Regions from separate parts of the Mus musculus genome. Here region 2 is linked to region 1. The links are chromatin contacts, called in public HiChIP or PLAC-seq maps. All regions are on one chromosome and are shown on one strand. Each heading gives the region's core, a stretch centred on a gene start, on an enhancer-like site or on the middle of the called end of the contact. The rest is flanking DNA. Distances are from core to core; before and after follow the strand shown. Region 1 has its middle 9.8 kb from the start of Gm32700. Region 2 overlaps Dis3l2 (DIS3 like 3'-5' exoribonuclease 2).

Region 1 (6,182 bases), core at 2,968-5,467:
GAGAAACCCTGTCTTGAAAAACCAAAAACCAAAACAAAACAAAACAAAAAATAGAAAGGAGGACCAGAATCCTTGGAAGTGCAGTTGTAAGTATCCCTGTGGGCACTGGGACCTAAAGCTGGATCCTCAGAAAGACTAGCCAGTGCCTCCACCCGACCCCGACCCCGACCCCGACCCCCACCCCCACCCCCATATAACAGCCCTGGCTGGCCTGGAACTCAGAGAGTGCCTGACTCTGCCTCCTGAGTGCTGGGATTAAAGGCATGTGTCACCACCCCAGGCTTCTGGCCAGTCTTTCCAGTCCCCCAAAGATCTTTTTCTGTAAGATCAATAAGCATATTTGTCTCAGTATGAAATTTTGCTTATATCTTTATTTTATGTGTATGTATGTTTTATCTGCATCTATGTCCATGTAGTGTGTCTGGTACCTCAATCAACATTTAAAATAAATGTCTTGTTGATTCAGACAGTGTCTCCTTAAGGAGCTCTGGCTGGCCTGAAACTGGAAAAAGAGAAAGAAAGCTGGCCTTGAACTCAGAGCTCTGCCTACCTCTGGCTCCGGAGTACCCCTGTGCCCTGCTATAGAATTAATTAACTAATTCATTCATTCTGAGCGAAGGTTTCTCTATGTAGCCTTGCTGTCCTGGGGCTTCCTTTGTATACCATGCTTGCGTCAAACTTACAGAGACCCTCTGGCCACTAGTTCTTGAGTGCTGGGATTAAAGATGGGGCTACCACACTCTGCTTATTTTTAGGTTTTTGTGGTTTTGGGGTTTTTTTTGGGGGGGGAGGCTAGCACACTTGGCTTATTTTTAGTTATTTATTTTTGACAATGAATCTTAGTATATAGTCCACAATAGGCTTGAAGTCTCAATCCTCCCCCAGCCTCCTCATACTGGGCTTACAAAACTACCACACAAAATGGAGGTTACAACTCCTTACTCTTTTGAAACCCGCTGATATGTTTTACTAAATATGCCATGGGGATCGTTCCTCCATCTTCCTGCTTGAATGACAAATTTTCCTCACCCTTGAATCCTTTTCTGACACCAGACTGCCCGGGCCCACTCGGTTTCATTGTTCCCAGTCTCAGAGCCTCACTCCATCGGAACTGAAGCCCTCTGCCCCTGCACAGACTGTCTTGGAATAGGCTGTGCTTTTCCCTGAAGGAGCAGCGATGTTTTTTGAGTAACTGCCTTTAGCCCAAATGTATTCAGCAAGTCTTCCCTGATGGTGTTGAGTGCAAACACAACTGTCCCCAGGAGTGTTCTTAGTCTCCTGCCAGTGAGCTCAAAGCCATATCATGGTGCAAACAGAAGGACGGTCCAAAGACAGGACAGGACCTCAGGATCTTCCTTTCTTCCAAGGGCCAGCCTTGCTTTATTCCCAGTGTGCCTCGAATAGCTGCTCAGGAATTCTTTTGTCTCTTTTAGAGACAAGGTCTTAGGTAGCCCAGGTAGGCTTTGAACTCCGACTTCTCCTGTCTTTGTCTTCAAAATACCGTCATTAGAGGAATGTGCGTGCAACCATACCTGGGTCCCAATCCCACTCTCTGTTTCTGGTTGGAGAGTCCCTTGAACTTTGTTTATCTTGAGCTAAGTAGTTTGATATCTCCAGGCACTCCCTACTGATGTTTTCCCAGGGAATATTCATGGGAGAGAATACCTGGGGACTTATTTCTTCTGGGCCACTTTCAGGGAATTGGAGAGGCTGATTGTGAAGCCACGCCTGAGCTCCTGTCACTTAGCAATGGTCAGTATGACAGTATGAAGCAAGGTTTCTCTTTTACATTTTTCATTTTCTTTAAAGATATTTTTACCTTTTTTTTTTTTAGGTTTTTCAAACAGGGTTTCTCTGTGTAGCCCTGGCTGTCCTGGAACTCACTCTGTAGACCAGGCTGGCCTCGAACTCAGAAATCCGCCTGCCTCTGCCTCCCAAGTGCTGGGATTAAAGGTGTGCACCACCACGCCTGGCACCTTTATTTTTAAGTATATGGGTGTTTTGCCTTCATATGTATCTATGCACTGTGCCTGGTGCCCAAGTAGACTAGAAGAGGGAGTTGGATTTCCTGTGGTTGTAATTACAGATGGCTGTGAGTTGGCATGTGTGTGCTGCGGACCCAGGCTGGATCCTTTCACAGAGCAGACAGTGTTCCTAACTGCTGAGCCACCTCTCCTGCCCTACCTACTTTTTGTGGGTCTTTTAAATTTTCTTTTGTTTTTGTATGTTGAGACATGATCTCAGTACATAGCCCTATTTGACCTGGGACTCACTACATAGACCAAGCTGATTTTAAACTCACTGACACACACACACACCTCTGCCTCAAGTGCCAAGCTACATAAGTTTTTTGAGCCTGGGTCTCTAGAGGACTAAGCTGCACTTGCTCTTGAGAATCCTTGAACATCAGATCCTCTCGTCTCCACCTCCCAAGGACTGGAGTTCGAGACTGCACTTCCCTCTTTGGCAGAGACTGGGTTTCTCTGTGTTGCCCTGGCTGTCCAGGAGCTTGGCTGGTCTCGAACTCAGAGATCACTCTGCCTCTGCCTCCCAAATGCTGGGTTATTACCAGCTGCCTTTAAGTTTTAAACTGAACTTGTATGAAGTCTTGTTTTCCTTCCCAGCAGAACATTTTAACTCTCATCCTGGTCAGACACAGGGACAAAGGCCAGTGACCCCAGCACTTGGGAAACTAGGCAGGTAGTTAACACATTTGAGGCCTGCTTGAGCTACATGGCAAGCCCCACAACCCTGCCCAGGAAAGAGGCCTCCAAGATCTGAAAGCAGAACACAGTTTCATCAGAATTCACTCCCATTAGGGACACGGCTCACTTAGTAGACAGAACATTTGCTTCCCATTCACAAATTCATGGGTTCAGTCCCCACTCTCAGAGGAGAATCAGGAATTCAAGACTCATCTTCAGCTACAGCTTTCAGATCAGCCTAGGCTTCATGAGGCCCTGTCTCAAAAAAGAGGGGGGGGGGTGTTGCCTGAAGAGAAGACTTAACAGTGAAGAGTGTTGGCTGCTCTTCCAGGGGACCCAAGTTTGGTTCCCAGCACACACTTTGGGCTGCATAGTATTTCTGTTAAACTCCAGTTCCTGGGTATCTAGTTCCCTTTTCTGGCCTCTTCAAGTACTGCAATCTTTCTAACACACACACCACCACCACCACCACCACCACCACCACCACCACCACCACCACCACCACCACCAGAGAATAAAAGATATATTTGAACCATAGTTTTCATTAGGCTCGTTCCTTCCTTTTATTTATTTTTAAGCTTCTATTGCATTTACCTCGCTCAGTTGGCCTAGGAACTACATTACATGGATGTGGATGGCTTTGCTCCCTAAGTCTTTCCTGTCTCTGCCTCCCAAGTGCTGGGATTCCAGGCATGTACCCCAGTATCAGTTCATTATGTTGTGTTATGTATTATAAGTGTGTGTGGGTGTTTTCTCTTTATGTATGTCTGTGCACCATTTGTGTACCTGGTGCCTGTGTAGCATCCTTCATGAGGAACAGGTGGGTTGGGCACCTACCTTGCCTTATACTTGACCTCAGCTTGACCTCTTTTCATGGAGAGGTCAGGGCAAGAGTGGTATCAGCAACGAGGTGCAGATGTCTTCTGTGTGTGTGTGTGTGTGTGTGTGTGCCTGTGTTTACTGGTCTGTGGCATCACAGTGGCCATAGGGTCTTACCTTCTAGCCACCTGGTGTGCTTCCCTCAACTCCATAGTCATTCAGCTCTGATGGGAGCAGTTGTGTTGATAAAGGGTCCCCTTAGGGGTTCTTAGTCCCATAAGATAATTTAAGCCTGGACTCATGGACACACAAGGACAATTTTATTAAACCTTAAAAGAAAACCCCCATGACAGGACAGCTGTGAGCACCAGTGGCTGCTGGAAGGAGGAGAATACAGAGAAGGGGAAGAGGCTGGCATGGAGGGCAGACACATGGTGGACATGTGGTCACTCGGCAGGGAGAGAGGTAAGGAAGAATAAAATACTGGGGAAGGGGCAACGTGTGGAAGCATGCTTAGGAAAGAGAGAGGGAGAAGAAAAAGAAAGGTTATACAGGCAGATGGAACCAACGTGGGTGTGGCCTGGATGCTTCTGCACAGGGGGTAGGACAGAAGGAAAAGTGCAGTGTCTCATTGAGGACTAATTATTCCACCTATCTCCAGCAGGGCTTGAGGTGAGCCTGCCTCCCTAGGGGGAGGCTCCCAGCTAAGCGATTGAACCAGCCCAACTGGAATGGTGGGTCTCCACTCAGGGCAGAGCTTCTATTTCTGTGACTAGGAGCTTTTTCTACTCTAACAATGCCAGGAAAACTGGCAAAACAACAGAAAAAAAACGGTCACCTGTGCTGAGGGGATGGAGGAGTGCGACTGCCTTATGGTTCCCGTGGGTTACTTTGTTGGCTGGGTTTTCTTTCTCTCTTTTCTTTTCCTTCCCTCTCTTTCTTTCTTTCTTTCTTTCTTTCTTTCTTTCTTTCCTTCCTTCCTTCCTTCCTTCCTTCCTTCCTTCCTTCCTTTCTACCTGTCTTTCTCTCTTTCTCTCTCTCTCCTCTTCCCTCCCTCCCTCCCTCCCTCCCTTCCTTCTTTCCTTCCTTTCTTTTTTTTTTCCAGAACAGGGTTTCTCTGTATACAAGCTGGTCTTGAATTCACAGAGATCTGCCTGCCAAGCCTCCCAAATGCTGGGATCAAAGGTGTGTTGTGCCACCACCAAAAGTTTTAACTTTCTTTATCATAATGATTTTTAAAGAGTTTTTGCAGGTCATGCTGGCACACACATTTACTCTTCTAACACTTGGGAGGCAGAGGCAAGTCCGGTCTACATTGGGACTTCAAGGCTAGCCAGAGCTACACCAAGATCCTGTACAGCACCCCCCCCCCCCAACAACAACAACAACAACAAAAGGACAGGTGGTAGTAGGGCATGTCTTTTAATCCCAGCACTCAGGAGGCAGAGGCAAACCAATTTCTGTGAGTTCGAGGCCAGTCTGGTCTACAGTGTGAGATCCAGGGCAGCCAGGGTACACAGAGAAATCCTGTCTTAAGAAAACAAAAAACAAACAAGCAAAGAGGACTGGAGAGATAGCCCAGTGGTTAGGAGTACTTTCTGCTCTTCCAGGGGACCAGGATTCAATTCCCAGCATCCACCTGGTGGCTCATTCCAGTCCCAGGTTATCCAACAGTGCTCAGACATACATGAAAGCCAGATACCCATAAAAATTAACTTAAGAAAAAGAATTTGAAAAGGGGGTTTAGGAGCTGGAGAGATGGCTCAGTGGTTAAGAGAGAGGTCCTGAGTTCAATTCCCAACAACTACGTGGTGGCTCTGTAATGGGATCTGATGCCCTCTTCTGGTATGTCTGAAGATGGCTACATAGTATGTATGTATGTTGTGTGTGTGTATATATATATATATATATATATATATATAATTTTTTTTTTTTAAGAATTTGAAGCCAGGCAGCCACCCAGCACTTGGGAGGCAGAAGCAGGCAGATTTCTGAGTTCGAGGCTAGCCTGGTCTACAGAGTGTGGTCCAGGACAGCCAGGGCTACACAGAGAAACCCTGTCTCAAAAAACAAAAACCAAGCCAAAAAAAAAAAAAAAAAAAAGAATTTGAAAAGAGATAAAGAGAGTTTGGGATGCGGCTCCGTGGCAGAATGTTTACCTAGCAAGCTTTAACATCCTAGGTTCAAAACCCAGCATGGAGGAAAAAAGAGTTTTCCCTTCCTTCTCTCCCCTCCCTCTCTCCCTCCTTCCTTTCCTTTCTTCTCTCCCTCCCTCCCTGGCATTCAGCATCATGAATCACTCCCCAGCTGCTAGAAGCCTGCAGAGGAGTGCATTAGCCCGTGAGCTGTGTCCTGTACTGAAGCCAGGGGCCCCAAGGAAATAGTGTAACCCAGTCGTCCTTCTAGAATGGCCTGCCAAGTCTCAGAGGATGAGTGAAACACCACCCTCGGCCTAGAGGTCAGATCAGAGCTGGGAGTCACCAAATCTCGAGGATTCAACAGAAAAGTGAGAGAATGAGGGTTTCACAGAATCTGGGACATTCTAGACTCTAGACAGGGGAAAGGGCAGTTGTATGCTCCCAACCTCCACTCCCCACATGTTCTGGGATATTTCTCTTCAACCTAAATGAGAAGGAAACATGGGTTCTGCCCAGAAGA
Region 2 (5,870 bases), core at 1,420-3,919, 590 kb before region 1:
CTGGAAGGCTACTGAGCAAGAAAGATGTTTCAAATAAGTATGTGGGAATAGTTGGGGCTGGGGGACAGAGTAGGACCGGATGAGGGATGAGACAATTAAGGGAGGGCTTGAGCGAGCCAGGTGACGAAGGCGTGTGCACTGGCCCCCAGGAGGCCAGAACAGAGAAGGTAGAGGTGGTAGAATAAGGCAGAGGGACATGGAGGAGCTGTAGCAGGCTGCCCTGTGAGAAGTGCTGCAGAGGCAGAGGAAAGGGTAAGAAAAGGCCCCTGAGGCTGGCAAGTTGAGGCAAACCACCAGGGTGGTAGGGCTGGGGAATCTGGTTTAGAAAAACAGGGAAGGGGTGATAGGTCAAGTGCAGGCAATGCTCCATTGAGTTTTGGTGAGTCAGTGACAGAAGGAAGGAGCCAGGGCCTTATGACTAGTTTTAGACAAGTCGAAGGTATTCTAGGAGGCAAGGGCTCATGCCCTGAGAGAGCCCGCAGGAAGCCATCCAGCAGGCCCAGAGGAGGGGAAGGGAAGAGTCACTGGCTTATGTCTCATTGTAGAGCAGGTTAAGGAAGGGCCTTGTAGGTAGGTCTGCAACCTCTGTCCTGACCATGCTACCTATAGGAAGGCTGGTTCATAGCAGTCAATGCTGACACCATGCTGCAGCTGTCAAGAAGAGAGGACCCTTGCTCAGTCTATAGCTAGTCAGGGACAAAGAAGCTAGATGCTTCATTCTCTGGGCTCCTCATCTAGCATGATGCCACAGGGCTGATGGGTAACCCCAGAGCACCGTCCCTGGAACTGTCAAGCCCACTGGGCAGTGGAGAGAAGAGAAAGTACTATACCCACTAGGAACAGCTACCTCGCTGTGGCTCAAGGACAGGAACAGGTCCCAGGTGGCTGCTGTTTCTGCCCCTAGAACTCAGTTTCTGGACAACAGTGAGATGCTGGCACTAACTTTGGGTCTTGCCTCAGGTGGGGAGGTGGTGCTGAGGGCAGGCCCTGTCCAGACTCATGCTCCTCAGACTTTGCCTTCATATTTTCTACTCCTCTGTACCTGGTCTCTCAATACTGCCTGGCAAGGGAGGTGAGGTCTGTAGGATGTTCTACCCTCAGATCCATTTTACCTGCTAACCCAGAAGAGAAATTCATCTTGGGATGGGAAGTCAGTGGTCTGATCAGCCCTTTCATACCCTGAATACTTGCAAAGTGGCTTCTGAAGTTGATCTGGAGCTGAGCTGCTGAGATTGAAGCCTACTGGGCCAGAGGTGAGCATCTGCCTGGCTGTTGCTGAAACCTGAAACTCCATCCATCTTCAAAGACCAAAACCAAGTGTGAGACAGAAGAGCCTCTCTGCCCTTGGCCACTAGGGCACTTGTTAACTTTGTGGGAATCTCATGCTAATGGAATTAGGCCACTCACAGAGATTGTTCAATTAGTTCTTGGTGAAAACTGCTAACATGGAAATTTGATAAGAATTGCTCCCAGCTAGTTTCAAATTCATTTCTTCGGCAAACCAAATTTCCCCCACATGGGTACATCCTCACTGTTGGCTTAAGGAGCCCTTGGGCTCCCCAGTAGCTGTGAAGGCAGCTGCTGGGCTCTCACAGGAGTTGTGTGCTAGAGCATGACTCTCCTCTATAGCTGGGCAGCCCAAGGTGGGAAGACAGCAGCCACCCTCACAGGAGACCTGCTGCTCTCTCAGCAGCCCCAAATTGAGTGTAGTGTGGTGGAAAACTGCAAGGGAATGGGGCGTGATGGGAAGTCAGTGGTCTGATCAGTACTAAATTGAGGGATGCTGGGGGTGGGGAACTGTAGAGATCTTGTTGCAGTTCCCTCTGAGGCCAGGCCAGGGTGGGGCTGGTGGCTAGGGAGCTGGAAAGTAGAGGCCTGGGGGTGGGGAAGGGGAGTGCTGCTGCAGGCCAAGCTTCAGGGGAGTGGAAGGGGTGCCTGGGAGGAGAGGCAGCAGCAGACTGACAAGGCGCCCACCAGGGCTTGACCACAGGGCCACCCCACGTCACAGCTAGGGCCTTTCACTGACCCCTTTCCTCCTGGGCTCCCTGCAACCTGCTCAATATTTTGGACGTTCCCATGAAACCGCAGGGAAATGAATGGGGCCTAGTTCACAGGCATGGAAAACCCCAGAGGAGCAGGCCTCTGGAGCCAGACATAACAGGCCTTGTGGGTGAGGCCAGAGCCAGGTTTTCTAGTCTGTGGGACTGAATCTACTCCAGGCCTTTCTATAGGTTCAGCAGGCAGAGCCCTGCTGCAGTGAAGCATGTTTGAGCCATGTTTTTCTAGTTCAAAAGGAAGTCTCCAGAGGCTAGGCGTTCAAGTGCAGCCCTCTGGCCCTGCCAAAGGGAGGCCCAGTGGCTGTGGTAGGGAGGGGGAAGGGACTGCTTGCAGTCATTTGACAGCACTGAAAGCCCTTTGTCAGCATAAAGCTAGCCACGAAGCCTTGCTCTTCCCAAGGCTTAGCTCTGCACACAGAGGCACGGGGCAGGCCTGCACGTGGGCAACAGCTCTGGCCCCTAAGCAGAACCAGGCATTGTGCTGTGTAGCATTGCAGTGAAGGGTAATTGGGCCTTGTTGGCTCTTTTATGATGTGTACACACACACACACACACACACATGAGAGCCTTTCTCTAGTTCCACTGAAACTGGAACCACTGGTTAGAGGAGGTGTGGCCAAGGCACACAGAAGCACATTCCCTCTGGGAGCTGCTGCCTGCCTGCAACAGCTTTCTGGCCCTGCTCAGATCCTAGCCAAGGCCAGGGCTCCCTCTTACACCCAAGTAGAGGAGGCTGACCCTGAAGACCTATACCAAGAACAGAGCTTGGATAAACTCAGGGAAGCCAAAGTCACCTCTCACTTTGGGAGGGATCAACTTTAGTTTGAAAGCTAGAATTTGGGTATGAAGATGTTCTAGGGAGAAGGGTGTTTTAAACACACGGATCCTCTCATACACATACAACTGCAAGAGATAGCTCTAGAGGAGAGAGGAGAGGAGGAGCCAGGTCACCCGGGAGCTCAGGCTGCTCTGCTTTATTCAAAGTGTGCTTTGCTTGGGCTGCTGGGGGGGGCGGGGTGGGCCCCATTTTCCAAGGCCACCCTGGAGTGGTGAGGCCACTAATGGTGGGAAGAAAAGAGAGTGCAGCCAAGCTCTCTGTGTGCTTTGTCATTTAGCCCAATGAGTCCTTTCCCAGGAAAAAAACTGTAGGTCTTAATGTGCACAGTGGGAAACTGAGTCTCAGAGGCTATAGAAGACGACTAGAGCCAGAATGTGGCAGGGCCCAGATCTGGGTGGGGCACCACCAAGTCCTGCAGCTTTGGCTTCTCTAGGTTTTCTGGCCTTGGGTGGCTGTGTTAAGTGGGAAGGAGGTATAAGCTATTCTCTTTGGAGAACCCTGCTCTGGGATGGTACATGAAATCCAAATGCTGCTCCCTAAAGAACTCCAAGCCTTAGTTGGTCTAGACCCTCAAACTCTTTTTTTTTTTTTTTTTTTTTTTTTTGTATTGAATGTTACTTTGTCTTCTCCTTTACCAAGCAGGGTTGTGTATCAGCTTACCTATGCAGCCCACCTCAAGCTGGAGGTAGATTTGCATGGTGGAGCTGCTCCTGTGGGTCTGGGGGATGGCCTGTGTCCCAGCATTGTTTGGTTCCATCCAATCAAGAGGACACTGCAAGTACTGAGTGCCCCTTCTGAAGTAGGTGATCTCTGTCTGGGCAATACAAGACCAGGCCTGCAGAGGCTGTGGAAGGAACCTGAGTCCATCTCTAGGGAGGGATATTAGTGGAGGGAGCCCTGGCATGAGTGACTCAAGCTGCTTGCTCTGCCTCATTCCCCTTCCCACCATGCACACTGCACCTGCAACAGATCTAGAACCAAGCATGGCTTGATTTCTGTCTGCTGGTCTGAGGCTCTGGGGAAGACCAGAACAGATGGGAGGAGCAGACAGACTGCATCTGGCATAGGAACGTAGTCAGAGCTGTGTAAGTTGTCAAGCCCCTGGGTGAACTGCCCAGGGCCCTGTCCACAGGCTTCAGTCTTTGGAGGGTAAAAGGGAGATGATCCTTCTTACTTCTTCATCTTCTCCATGGCTTTGCTGACATTTACGATTGTATCTGAGTAAGCCATAGCCTGACCTTGCATGGGGGTGGAGTTTAAAATAAGCTTCCTAGAAAGACAAGCACTTGGGAAACCATTAGGGATCCACCATCCATAAGTTTTCACCAGAAGTCCAAGGTTCAGGAGAAGGGCATCCTGGAGCCAGACACTCTTAGGTTGGAGTGTGGCTTCTACTTGTATCCTTGCTTTGCTCCAAAGCCATCAGTCACGGACAAACCATGGTTGGATCAGCTCTTAGTGGTGCCCGTGTGAGCTTGCTCACTCCTGCTCTGCCTACTGCAGTCCTAGCTTGGGGCTCTACCTGACTACTTGTGATTTTTTTCCTGTTCTTCCTGTCCCTGCATTCTTTTGGGCCAGTCACAGCTGCTCAATGTCACTAACCTGGGGAGCTCAGACAGCTTACCTCCCAGTCCCTTGAACAGTGACTAGGACATAGGAAGCAGCCACTAAATACTTTTTAATATTATTATAATAATATACAATTCATTATGATGATGATGGTGGTGACAGTCTTAACCATACAGTCCAGATCTTCTGGAACTTGCTACACTACATAGCTCAGGTGAGCTTCAAGCCTATGGCAATGTTTCTGTTTTTGCCTCCCGAGTGTGGGTATTATAGGTGTGCACTTCCATGCTTTAAATACTTTTCATCAGAGATTATTTCTTTATTTACAAAGACCAGCAGCACCTTACAGTTCTGCACATGCTGTTTTTACCTCAAGACAACAGAGAATGAGTAAGATAAGACCTCTCGTGAGACTGACGCTTCCAGGTACAGCCTGGGTCCTGATCTGTGTCACTGAACCCACAGAAGCTAGCGGGAGTGAGAAGGTGACTCTGGGTACCTTAGTCCAGGACTCAGGAGGTGACAGAATCTCTGTTGGAAGTGAGGCCTCCCTCACAAAGCCTCCTCTGTAGTACTCAGGATGCTTAGCTGGGTCACTGCCATCCTTATTTTTCCTGGTTGGTAAGGCCTTACCAATGTGAGCTGGCTCTTCCCCTTCCTCTGCCCACTTTCCTCTGCAGACCCCAAGCCGTGGGAAGGAAGGTGTGGGGGGAATCTAGGCCTGAATGGTCTTGGGAATCCCAGAGACAAGTGGGATGCTGATGAACTGTTCAGGGACTAAATGAGCACACTAGAATCATTCTTTGCTGCTGTTTCACAGAAATACTGAGTGGAAGACAACACACATTTTTAAAGGGTGAAAATAGAGCTCTTCGGGGCTAGGCTAGGGTTTCCACAGCTTTCTCTCTGCCTATTCCTGCTGGACAACAGGCACACGAACTTGGCAGTCAGAGCCTGAGACAGCTTCTGCAGGCCTGATGGGACCTACTGAACTTGCCCTGATCCAATTTTTACTTGTCTGTAGACAGTTATTACTTAAACCCAAACAGGGTGAGCATAGTAACTAAGCCTCCTTTGTGGGTGACCTGATAAATGAATACTCTTGTCCAAGGGCAGCTGCTTTACTATAAACACGAAACCCAACAGATTAAGAAAAGCCTCTTCCCGCCTGGGCCGTTTCCTCTGTGCTAACACTTGTCTTATCACCCACTGGGATGCGGTCTGTTGAGTCTGGCAGAGCTCATTAGTTCTGTGACTTTGAAAATATTGACCCATGGTTTTATGAACTGGGTTCAGAGTGCTTTAGATGGGTGTGTTCCCATCCAGCGAGTTCTGGGCTTCCCCTGCACGTGCCTGGACTGCACCAGACACACACACAGGCCGTTTGCCCTTTCCACCTGGCAGCA

What was found. HiChIP or PLAC-seq counts read pairs in DNA pulled down with a chosen protein or histone mark.
Region 2: an H3K4me3 HiChIP or PLAC-seq map of craniofacial prominence shows a contact between it and region 1, with 4 times the contacts expected there. The contact joins two enhancer-like sites. A contact is called at or near these places in 3 of 15 datasets of contacts at CTCF or cohesin (the NIH/3T3 cell line and embryonic stem cells), 14 of 484 Hi-C or Micro-C datasets (the Ba/F3 cell line, the G1E-ER4 cell line, the HPC-7 cell line and 7 more), 10 of 115 datasets of contacts at active chromatin or transcription factors (T-cell acute lymphoblastic leukemia, astrocytes, cardiomyocytes and 7 more) and 1 of 9 other capture datasets (embryonic stem cells).

What each region holds. Positions count from the first base shown.
Region 1 is chr1:86,448,191-86,454,372 of GRCm38.p6, reverse strand. No RefSeq gene overlaps it. Among named protein-coding and RNA genes, the nearest start is that of Gm32700, 9.8 kb to the right of the region's middle. Within about 2 kb of position 4,217, at least 21 of the 459 cell types and tissues checked have an H3K27ac peak or open chromatin away from gene starts, as enhancers often do. A contact at or near this core is called in craniofacial prominence and differentiating embryonic stem cells, where this site is marked.
Region 2 is chr1:87,032,525-87,038,394 of GRCm38.p6, reverse strand. All of the region lies in intron 14 of Dis3l2 (DIS3 like 3'-5' exoribonuclease 2), which reads right to left. Among named protein-coding and RNA genes, the nearest start is that of Gm28375, 32 kb to the left of the region's middle. Within about 2 kb of position 2,669, at least 179 of the 459 cell types and tissues checked have an H3K27ac peak or open chromatin away from gene starts, as enhancers often do. A contact at or near this core is called in craniofacial prominence and differentiating embryonic stem cells, where this site is marked.